2 separate regions of the Hordeum vulgare genome follow, and region 2 is linked to region 1. A link is a contact called in public Hi-C data. All regions are on one chromosome and are shown on one strand. The core of a region is the stretch at or near the end of the contact, and the rest is flanking DNA. Distances in the headings are between cores, read along the strand shown. Region 1 has its middle 80 kb from the start of LOC123451168. Region 2 holds the start of LOC123447831 (F-box/kelch-repeat protein At2g44130-like).

Region 1 (6,359 bases), core at 3,804-6,303:
CTTTTGGAAAGCCGTGCCCGCGGTTATGTGGCAACTTGGAATATTTTGTTAACATCCGGTGATAGATAACTTGAACAAAAGCTAATAAAATTGCCAACTGTGTGCGTAACCGTGACTGTCCCCTCGAAGATCTCTCTGCGACCGGGAACACGGTGGGGTTATGAATGACGTAGGTAGGTGTACAGGATCACTTAGTGATCAAGTATACGCGACCGCTAGTATAGTCCACCTTCATAAATGCTCTACGTAAGTTAGCCACCAAATCAAGCTTAGGATGCTACAACCTTAAACACTTCACCTTATCGTGCATAATAACTTGACTAGTTCTGGCCCAAGGTCTTAGATTGTTGAGTCCCCGTGGCTCACGGATTCCTCCACAATACCAACAGGTTCAGGTACACCAGAGACAGATGATCCCGGCGGCGCGCAACTGGCGTTGCTGTACGATGAGGAGACCGACCGCCTGTACGTGAACTATCCAGAAGATTGAGGCGTGGTCGTGATCGTGGGCCAGCACGCAGGGTAGCATAGCCTTTTCTCTTGTTTTGTAGTCCGTAGCGGAACTACTTTGGTTGTATGCGTGATGTACTCTGATATATTTATGAGAAGGCAATTGAACCCCTGATTGTCTATCTTTTATTATTATGTATGTGTTGTGTTACCTGTTTGCGAGACGCTTAGATGCGCTCCTTTCCAATTCGGGGCCTCGATCCCCAGATCGGAAAGGACCGCATCTTGGACGTTACATATGGGTTTCTAGCAAGAACGTTTCTTACCTACTTTACAGCCACAACGGTGATATGCCAATTGCTATTTACCCTTCATAAGGACCCTCTTCATAGAATCCGATCCGACTAAAGTGGGAGAGACAGACACCCGCTAGCCGCCTTATGCAACAAGTGCATGTTAGGCGGTGGAACGAGTCTCACGTAAGCGTACCTGTAAAGTTGGTCCGGGCCGCGTCATCCCACAATGCCGTCGAATCAAGATAGGACTAGTAACGCTAAGCAAATTGACCAAATCATCGGCCACAACTTACTTGTGTTCTACTCGTGCATAGAATCTACGCATAGACCTAGCTCATGATGCCACTGTTGGCGAACGTGGTAATAATTCAAAATGTTCTTACGTGTCACCAAGATCAATCTAGGAGATGCTAGCAACGAGGGAGAGGGAGAGTATGTTCATACCATCGAAGATTGCTAAGCGTAAGCGTTGCAATGAACGCGTTTGATGGAGTTGTACTCGCAGTGATTTAAATCGCAGAAGATCCGATCCAAGCACCGAACGAACGCGCCCCTGCGTTCAACACACGTACAACCCGGGGACGTCTCCTCGTTCTTGATCCAGCAAAGGGGAGGAGAAGTTGAGGGAGAGCTCCGGCAGCACGACGGCGTGGTGGCGGTGGAGCTTGTGGTTCTCCGGCAGGGCTTCGCCAAGCGCCACGGAGGAGGAGAAGTGGAGGGCTAGGGCTGCGCCATGGGGGAGGATTAAGGTGTGTTTGCATCCCTCCCACCCCTCCTCTATTTATAGGAGGAAGGGGAGAGGGGGTTGGCCACCCTAGGAAATACTAGGAGGGGGCGGCGGCAGCCAAGGGGGAGGCTTGCCTCCCTAGTTGGTGGGAGGCGGCCTCACGCACTAGGGTTTCAGCCCTAGGCGCCTTGGGCCCCTTTGTTGGTGCACACCAGCCCACCAGGGAGCTGGTTCCCTCCCACTTTCGTCCCATGTGGCCCTCCCGGTGGATCTCCAGAACCCTTTCGGTGGTCCCGGTACAATATCGATAAAACCCGAAACCTTTTCGGTGACCGAAACTGGACTTCCCATATATAAAATTCACCTCCGGACTATTTCGGAACTCCACATGATGTCTAGGATCTCATCCGGGACTCCGAACAACTTTAGGTAACCACGTATACAATTTCCAGTACAACTCTAGCGTCACCTAACCTTAAGAGTGTAGACCCTACGGGTTCGGGAACCATGGAGACATGACCGAGACGCCTGTCCCACCAATAACCAATAGAGGGATATGGATAACCATATTGGCTCCCACATGTTCCACGATGATCTCATTGGATGAACCACGATACAATTACCTTTGTCTATATGTATGATACTTGCTCGAGATTCGGTCGTCGGTATCCCTATACCTTGTTCAATCTCGTTACTCGCAAGTCTATTTACTCGTTCCATAACACATGATCATGTGGCTAACTCCTTAGTCACATTGAGCTCATTACGATAATGTATTACCTAGTGGGCCCAGAGATACCTCTCCATCACACGGAGTGACAAATCCCAGTCTCGATTCGTACCAACCCAATAGACACTTTCGGAGATACCCGTAGTTCACCTTTATAGTCACCCAGTTACGTTGTGACATTTGATACACCAAAAGCATTCCTACGGTATCCGGGAGTTGCACAATCTCATGGTCTAAGGAAATGATACTTGACATTAGAAAAGCTCTAGCAGACGAACTACACGATCTTGTGCTATGCTTAGGATTCGGTCTTGTCTTACACATCATTCTCCTAATGATGTTATCTCGTTATCAACGACATATAATGTCCATGATGAGGAAACCTTGACCATCTATTGACACCCGAGCTAGTCAACTAGAGGCTCACTAGGGACATGGTGTGGTCTATTTATTCACACATGTATTACGGTTTCCATTAATACAATTATAGCATGAACAATAGACAATTATCATGAACAAGGAAATATAATAATAACCATTTTATCATTGTCTCTAGGGAATATTTCCAACACTGCTCTGTCTCCCTCTTGACTCGGACGGGGCGACGCAGGATGCCAAATCCTGTGGAGGTTCGAGCGGCGGTCGGGTGCGCACCTGACGTCGACTGCAAGCTTGGTGCGGCTCAGGCGCGAGGAGTGCTGCCGGCGGATGCGGCGGCTCGAGGAGGCGCGTGCTGGCTCGAGGGGGCTTCCTCCCGTCTGGATCTAGGCCTATGCAGGGGTGGCGGCTCGGCTTGCCGTGGTCGTGGCTGGAGGATGGAGGAGGTAGGCGCTCCATGAAGAAGGTGATGGTGGTGTCTCTAGTGACGCGGGATGGCAGACAATGGTTTGTCTCTCCACTCGGTGAGGCTCGAGGCGCCTGTGCAGTGGGGCTGTCCTTTGGGCGCATGGGGGTTGGACTTGTCATCTCCGGTGGATGGTGGTGGTGTGGTGCGGCAAGGAGCGGTGGGCGACGTGGTGCTTCTATCTAGCCACTGACTGGCGGCCAGTATAGCGCTCCTCCGCACGTGCCGCTGGTGCTCGGTCGCGGGGGAGGTTGTCGTGTTTGACTCCTCGGATGGCGCGGCTACGGCCCGTCTGCTATGTGGCTGCTCAGCCCCGCAGACAGTTTGGATCTGGAGTGCGGCGTGGCTGCTGTTGGCTCTGTTGGTCGCCGTCCGGAGGTTACGGCGGTGGAGTGCATCCAGTTCATGAGTCGTCAGATCTGCGTCTCTGCTGGATTGGTCCTGCCCAACCAGCATCTCGGCGTTAGGGTGGCTCATGCTCGATGACATGGTGGCAGCTTGTCTCGGGGGCACGGCTGTGTGTGGAAGATGGCGTGCGGTTGGTGGCAGTGGTTAAGTCACGCGGGTGATGGGGGGGGGGCAGCTGGTTTGGTCTGTGGAGTGGAGGACGATGCCAGGAGAAAGTCTATCTCTGACTATGGTCGGAGCCGACAACGGCGGCATCTGCGGGCGTCGTTGTCTTCTTGAAGGCGCCGCTGTGGTGATGTGTTCCTCTCCCTTACTATCTCATGCTCCGAGGGAAACCTTAAATTTGTGCTCTCTTAGATTGAATGATGGTGGCGCATTGTGTTGTTCCCCTCTTGTGGGCATCATTTTTGGAGCACGGACTAGCTGGAGCGACCAACGGTCGTAGTGGTGGAGGTGGTGCGACTAGCTTGGAGTCGACGATGGTTGATTAGCGGTGTTCACTGGGGCTCGGCGGTGGTGCCTTTGGCGCCGTAGGGTGGCCATCTGTTTCCCCCTCGTGAGCTCGACCATCCCTTGGTGTGGTTATGATTCTTCCTTCCGAAGCCGGGTTAGCGAGGTCCGACACCTCTCTCCTTGCGGGTGTTGTTGGTTGGTGACCAGACGGCCAACGTTCAAGGCTCTCCTTGCTTGGTCAGATGAAGATGGAAGTTGAGGCCCTCTTTATGGTGGTTGTGCTGGTTGTGTTTTCTTCATGATTTTTCTTCGGCTGCCCTTCGGGTGACATCTGTGCTTGCTCAAGACGCTACCATGGTTGCCCTTGTGCTGCGGCGAGCTTCGGGCTCTTGATGTGGTCTTGGTTCACCTTTGCTCAATGACGAAGCAATGATGCCTCCCCAACCTGCTAATGATATCGACCGCACGTGCTGGATCTCCGAGTGAGGGTTCGTGTTTAGTTTGGTATTCGTTGGTTATGGTTGATCCTTGTTGTGTCGTGGGGCTCGATACGCACGTCGGTGTGGTGCGTTAGGTTGTTTGTAGAGCCTTGGTATTGTGATCCTTTGACAACACCTCACATCTACGTGTGTCTCTCGTGGTGGTGGTCTTTCTGCCTGCTAGCTAAGTCATGTCTTTTCTTGGGTGGCAATTTTTTTCTCACTTTCTATAACTTCGTTATCTGTATTGGTTTTCGGTCTGGTTTTCCTCATAAACGGGTGAGCTTGTTTAGGTTTTCGATCCGGTTTTTTTTATAATTTGACTCATCCAAAATTCTAGGGGTGACTCTTGTCTTTGACAGCTTTTTGAGCAATATATTTAGGTGGTGATCCTCTCTTCCCCCACCCCTCCTATCTTTCAAAAAAAAAAAATCTGTGCAAAAATACTGGGTTTTTTCTATGGCACCGGCTGTAAGCATCTGTTGTGGTACAGGTCCTTAGCGTCTCTTGCTTATCCCGAAGGCCGGCGATGAGTTTTCCGCGGCTGTTTCTGCCCAAACTTCCGGAGGAACTAGAACATTGGTTGGGTGGTGCACGGTGCATCCGCCGCGTCCCACCGAGGGGGACCTTCCATTACGGCCACGCGCGTTTCTGCCCCCTCCAGCCCATCATTTGTGTGGAAAATTGTCGCAGAAGCCTGAGCCCGTGGTCATCTGTTAGTAGTAGTAAGCACGATCAGCCCTGTTGCAAACGACCATGGAAACAGATGGCCAAAGCGGATGCCACGGTAGAATGTTCCGGTATACTCCTTCAAAGGAGAAAACAGGAGAAGAACCTCGAAAAACGGTCAAGTTCAAACGGCGGGCGACGGCCGCCGATGCAAGGGGACAAACACCACGGGATCCAGCCGGTCGCCCCTAGAACTATTCTAAGCCACGTCGGCCGTTGCCCGCGGCTCTGCTGCTGCTGCTGCCTCGCTCCGTGCCCCCCAAAGCAACATGCACCGTGCGTTCGGAATCTTTGCACGCATTGCTGCATCTTCGCCGCATTCCCATCTCCTTGTCGTTCGCCAGCATACGTCCGTTCAGGGAACGGTGACCACATCATCACAATGAACCGACTTCTCGAGTTCTCGAGTTGTAGTACAGTTCAAAGCTCGCGAGATGCTTGGGCGCGCGTCTAAGCAAGCCAATCATTCGTTCGTAATCACTGGAGTCAGCGCTTGCCTCACGCTGCGCGAACGGCGCAGCGCCGGCGCCGTGCGCGTGGTACACATGGACGCACAGCATCTCGCAGCGTCAGATCGATCGACCCCGTCGTTTTCTAGGGATCGGCACGAATAGATTACCACGACAACATTTCAACCGCGGATTCGCTCCTCGCAACGTTCTTAATTAATCGGACTTGTGTTGTGTGTCCTGTGGCCGAGTTACTTGCCATACGTACCAATGTACAGGCCGGTACAAAGTTGGCATGAACTTTTCTTGGCGTCACCGGCTTTGGACTATGACTATTGGCACAAGGAGCGGACGCCGGACCAAATGCGATTTCTCTAGCTAATTGTGTGTTGTTTGTTGTGACCTCATCAAGATTTCAATGGCTTTGATGTGCTAAAGTTTGAGTTTAGCTCATTGAAATATAGTACAAAGTGACAGCGCTGCTGCTCCATTATTATTGGGAATTTTCCCTTTGGATCTGTTCGACATGCATTTGATTTGACAATCGTTCTTTTTTCGCATAAGTATGTAGTGCCGTGACCTCTACATCAAGTAACGCACACACAGTATATTATTTTCCTTTTGTATTTTTAACTTTTAAAATATTTTGTTGCACTTATATACGAATATAAAGCATATTAAGATACCCAGTAACAATCAGGACTAGTGAGAGTTCACTCCACTTACAATGTGTAAGTTGGTCGAAAAGTAATTTGACCATGTATACATAAGAGGGATGATTTAACTAATAATTT
Region 2 (5,743 bases), core at 1,942-4,441, 220 kb after region 1:
ATCCTATTTTCAATACATATGTAAAATTCTTCTCTTTAATTATTCTCCTAAGATCTTGATGCATCATGGTTCAAACCATAAGCCAATGCATGAGATTGTGTGAGATCCTCAATGAACTCCACATAGATCACATCTAGTTAATCACATCGAATTCATCTTAATCGTATCATATTTGATTCAATCATTGAGCTCATCCTTGATGCATGCATTACAATATGTATACGACATTCATTTAGAATTCATTCGAGCTCCTTCTTGCATATTCATGGAACAAACATACTTCAATCCATCCAATATTATTCATGTATTGCAAATAGAACATTCCTTCAAATGCGTAACTCCATTCAAACGTTAGTCCATTAGGATTGTCATCAATTACCAAAACCATTAGGATTGTCATCAATTACCAAAACCACACATGTGGACTACATGCACTTTCACCAGCTACCGCCCAACAACCGTACCACAACGGAAGGTTGGACAACGGTTCCACTCACTAGAGCTGCTCGGCACGGCTAAGTCCTAAGCGGTACAACCACCAGGAACACCGGTTGTACCGGCTATACTTAATATAGCGGTACAACCGGGCCACCACCGCCCAACCACTGCAGCACAACAGAACCGTGGCCGGTTGTGGACCGATGTTGGACCGGTTCAACCGCCCAGGGTGTAGGCGGTACAACCGCCCTAGACAGCGGTACATCCACTGAAAGAAAACATGAAATACCAGAACTGCTATAACTTCTACAAATGAGCTTCGAACTGAGCAAACTCAAGCTTGTTGGATTCAGGACGACAAGAGCTATCCAATAGCGACGTGAAACCTTAAGAAGAAGCACTTAGGAGAAATACCAATGGTATAGAGATGTGAAACCTCTATGAATGAAGAATCGACAAAAACTCCAACATCAAAAACATCATAGAAGATGCACATGAACTCCGTTTTCGATGAACTCGAGCTTGTCGTAAAGATGAGCATAAGCTCTAAAACTCACAAAGGGAAACACCAAACAAGAACCAAGAAATCTGATGCATCAATGCAAATGGTTTAGCTCTCAACGAACGATCCGATCAAGCTACTCACTTCAGAGCCCCCCTTGACACTACGACAATCTATCCTAAAATAGAAAAACCTATCAAGGGCAAACCTACACCTTGCACCTAGTCCACTTGAGCTAGATGATGATGATCTTGACTTCCTGAAGATGGACCACCTTTCTTGATTGCATTGGCTTGATGAAGAGTAGTTCATTGCTCCCCCATACTCACTATGGGTGAGCCACTCTTGAGCACATCTTCACAAGTCCATTGCCACCACAATGGACGACAAGCTTCAAGCATGATATCTTCGTGATGCTCCACTTGAACTTGCACACCGCAATCTCGATGATGATCACCACTTGATGTTATCCTTCATGGGTTGAATGAGATCCTCCTGTTGATGCAAACCCATGGAAACACACCTACCCCACACAGAACTCTCACGAAGACCATGGGTTAGTACACAAAAGCGTTATGGACAATGCTTACCATATCATGGGATCACTTGATCCCTCTCGGTACATCTTGTACGCTTTGTGTGTTGATCTTCTTGATTTACTCTTTGTCTTAGCCTTGATCAACCTTGTGTCTTTATGACCATTCTTTGGATAATACCTTGAATACCACCTTGGTCATCATATAAATTCCTTGAAACCAACATATGGACTTCAAGAAGTGCCTATGGACAAATCCTTCGTATATAAGTCAATCAAATATAAGTCCATAGGGATTGTCATCAATTACCAAAACTACATATGGAGAAATATGTCCCAACAGATACTCTTACCTTTAAAAGGCTACAACTAAACCATGTGTACTAGCAGACTATCACTTTTGTCTAATAACAAATTACTAACTAGAGATAACCTTGGCAAGAGACAACATTTTGAGGATGTTTCCTGCGTGTTGTGTAGTGAAGCCGAATCTCATCACCACCTAATTTTTTGATTGTGTGGTAGATACTGAAGTTTGGAATATTATTAGCACCCTCACCGGCCGTGGCAGAGCCAATGTCCGGCTAGCGTGGGCAGTCGACCGGGCTTCATCGACCAATGCTCCATTAATTGTGTTGCATATTATGTATCGCACCGTGAGTTCTTGTGGACAATTTTAGCTAAGTTTGCAACTCTCGAATCAAACGAGTAACTTGGTTCATGTTTGCTGCTCTGTGAGCTATCTTGAGAAGTAGAAATGTTACGATTCAGATCATCTAACATTGGAAGGAAAGTCACGTAAGGTACGTTACCCTGACTTCCCTTCACTAGATTCCCGTAAATCACAACCTAACATAATGATATAGAATGAGTGATAAACCATAGTGAAACGCGAACAACAATAATTTTTGAACAATGCGCCTTCTCTAACTTCCCTTCCCCATTTTAGACAAAGATGACATCTCTCTAACTTGCCTTGTGTAAGTTAGAGGATCCGGTTACTGAAGAAGGTGGCTATTGCTTGCTTCACGTGAAAGATATGCAAGAGGGCACGTTGCGATGCTTCAAGAAGCCCCCCCCCCCCCCATTTACCGTGGCTAGAGCCAGGCTGAAGCAGCAGGGAGTGCTTTGGGCTTTGTTCGGTTACTCCCTCTCCCAAAGGGATTGGAAGGGATTTGAAAGAATTTGACTTGCATGAGATTCAATCCCCTTCAGTTCCTGTTAAACCTTCTCCAAATTCCTATCAACCGAAAGCAACCTTAAGGATCATTCAGGCCTATGGTGGAGCGGCGGATGGGGTAGGACTTTCTGATGTTTTTATTTTCCCATAGTTGTATTATCATGTAACTTTTCCGTTGATCATTTTAAATTCACCAGCCTTGCTGGGACCGACGTATGCTCTCTTGTAAAAACTTGGCTGTTTTATTTCCCGTTGGTAGTCCTTGAAAAATCCTGCACAACTCTGTATTGTACTATTGTATTGTATTGTATTGTATTGTTTCTTTGAAATGGAACGGGGCAGGAGCCTTTTTTTCATCTAAAAGAGCAAATGCATCGTCCAATTTTTTTAGATGACATCGTCCAATTATTGAGAGGGCATGTTAGGGTCTCACTTTAAACAACACAACAGCGCACAAATCCGGCTGAAAAAACAGCCGCTTGCAACAGCTTTACCATCAAGTTGTTGCATTTTTCTTATTCGCTCACCAGCTGTCACACAGGCCCCAATCAATCAGTATGCGTGTCCCGTAGCTCCGCCAGCCTTCTATTTATCGCCCTCTCCCACGGACGGAGAGCGCCATCCAGAAGCAGCAGCAAAGCTCACACAAGTCACAAGCTATGATGAACCCAAAGAGCCGTGTCCAGGGGTGGGAGGCCGACCACGTCGACCTCATCCCGGGGATGCCCGACGACGTCGCCGTCGACTGCCTGGCGCGCGTCCCGCACGGATCCTACCGCTCGATGCGCCGCGTGTGCCGCGGCTGGCGGAGCGCCGCCGCCGCCCCGGAGTTCGCCCTGGCGCGCGCCGAGGCCGGCGCCAACGAGGATCTGGTCTTCCTCATGCAGTTCGGCAACCCGGTGGCCGGCGACGACGCGGCGCCCGAGGACGCCCCGGCGTACGGCGTGGCCGTGTACAACGTCACCACCGGGGAGTGGCACCGCGAGAGCTCGGCCCCGCCGGTGCCGATGTTCGCCCAGTGCGCGGCCGTGGGCACCCGCCTCGCCGTGATGGGCGGCTGGGACCCCAAGACCTTCGAGCCCGTGGCGGACGTCAACGTGCTGGACGCCGCCACCGGCGTCTGGCACCGCGGCGCGCCGATGCGGTCCGCGCGGTCCTTCTTCGCGTGCGCCGAGGCGGGGGGCAAGATCTATGTCGCCGGCGGGCACGACAAGCTCAAGAACGCGCTCAAGACGGCCGAGGCGTACGACGCGGAGGCCGACGGCTGGGACCCGCTCCCGGACATGTCGGAGGAGCGCGACGAGTGCGACGGCATGGCCACCGTCGCCGGCGACCGGTTCCTTGCCGTCAGCGGGTACCGCACGGGGCGTCAGGGAGGGTTCGAGCGGGACGCCGAGTGGTTCGACCCGGCGACCCGCGAGTGGCGCCGCCTGGAGCGCGTGCGCGCCCCGCCGTCGGCGGCCCACGTGGTGGTGCGCGGCCGCGTGTGGTGCATCGAGGGCACGGCCGTGATGGAGTGGCGCGGGGAGCGCCGGGGCTGGCTCGAGGTGGGGCCTTACCCGCCTGGTCTCAAGGCCGGCACGGCGCGCGCGGTCGCCGTCGGCGGCGGCGAGCGCGTGGTAGTGACCGGCGCCATCGAGTCCGAGGGAGGCGGCGGCGGCGGCGGGCACGCGCTGTGGGTGTTCGACGTCAAGTCCAAGAACTGGACCGTGGTGCGCCCTCCGCCGCAGTTCGCCGGCTTCGTCTTCTCCCTGGCATCCGTCCGCGTTTGATGAGATCCTTCCCCGGCGCCGCTCCCGACCAAGAAGACTACTACTACTACTAGTGAGTATGTATGCACGTTCTTGAGTTGCCATTGATGGATCTGAGATCCGCGGTCTCATCGCCTGAGATCTGCGCATCCCGGATGCAATCAACTACTACTACTCCGGAGGAATCATCGCCAGGAAAAGAACAAAAAAAAAAAGCATGAGGCATCATCGCCAAGAAGAAAACAACAAAAAATAACTAGAGGATTGTAGCTTGTCAGATCTGTCACCATGGGTGTAAACTCTCCTCTCCTCCCCAACTCTTTGCTGTTGAGACAGCCTGCCATTTCTGTTGTGAGACAGCGTGGTGTTTTGGTGTTCGATGATGGAGGATTGTTCCGTGATCTTAGCAATGAGTCGTTGTACTTGTACATATTATTGTCAGTTGGATTGGAAGATCATACGTGGTTCCTCCGTCTTCTGTCGAGATCCAGTTCTGCTGCAGCTCACAAAGGCTGCTGGTACCGTCTCAAATGTCCGTCTGTTTCGTGGCTGAACACATCTCGATGTAATGCCGGTGGCTCGCCGCCGTCGAACAATCATCTTTACGTTTCTTTCCGCACAATTTTCATTTTTCATTTTATTTGCGCCCCCGCCGCCCCGGCTGCTGGACCCGAAGAGGAGCTGACCTTGCCAGCCGATTCTTTCTATAATTAATCGCTAGGTGAGGCCTCGCACTCCACGCAACAGCGAACCGGCCAGCTATCCGTCCCCATCCGTTTCTCCTCCCACGTCGCCAACCGATTATGGCGTCCGTGCTTGGCCCACGATTCTGGACCATCTAGCACGGACGGGCATCAGCTGTAGCCAACTTTTATTATCGGGAGGAATCCTGACGCCGTTAGGTTGCTGTTAGCTGCATCCATCCATCTTCTTGGCTTGGGCAACGTGAAATTTGCAGGGGACACCCACACCCCCTTCGCCCCGCCCGCGAGCGGCTGGGCGAAACCCTAGCCGCCGCCTGCGGTCACTTCCCGCCTTCCCTCTTCGTCGCCGGCGTGCACGGCCAGGCAAATCCTGGCTTGCGTGGGCGGCGGCGGGGCCATCTTCCTCTTCGACGCGGTGCATCGCGGCGCGGGACACGGTGATCGGCAGGGGCGCGATGTTCGGCGTGGGGGCATGGCGGCAGCGAGGCGCATGGCGGTGCCTGGGCGTGGATGGGCGTCCTTGCTGCGGCGGCTGCGTGGGCGCACACGCGCTCGTCTGAGCCAGGGTGGTACGACGTGTGCGCGGCGGATCTTGTGGCGGCGCACGTCGATTTGTCGCGGGGTGCAAAGGTG

What was found. Hi-C and Micro-C count contacts between places; a contact is called where the count stands out from the background.
Region 2: a Hi-C map of leaf shows a contact between it and region 1, with 4 times the contacts expected there. The contact joins the promoter of LOC123447831 here to the enhancer-like site in region 1. A contact is called at or near these places in 2 of 6 Hi-C or Micro-C datasets (leaf and seedling) and 1 of 1 datasets of contacts at active chromatin or transcription factors (embryo).

Annotation. Positions count from the first base shown.
Region 1 is chr4H:49,849,943-49,856,301 of MorexV3_pseudomolecules_assembly, forward strand. No RefSeq gene overlaps it. Among protein-coding and RNA genes, the nearest start is that of LOC123451168, 80 kb to the left of the region's middle. Within about 2 kb of position 5,054, at least 3 of the 3 cell types and tissues checked have open chromatin away from gene starts, as enhancers often do. A contact at or near this core is called in leaf and seedling, where this site is marked.
Region 2 is chr4H:50,070,023-50,075,765 of MorexV3_pseudomolecules_assembly, forward strand. It overlaps LOC123447831 (F-box/kelch-repeat protein At2g44130-like), which reads left to right and starts at 3,192. Exons shown (of 1, transcript XM_045124518.1): 1 at 3,192-4,884. The coding sequence starts at 3,315. The coding sequence ends at 4,427.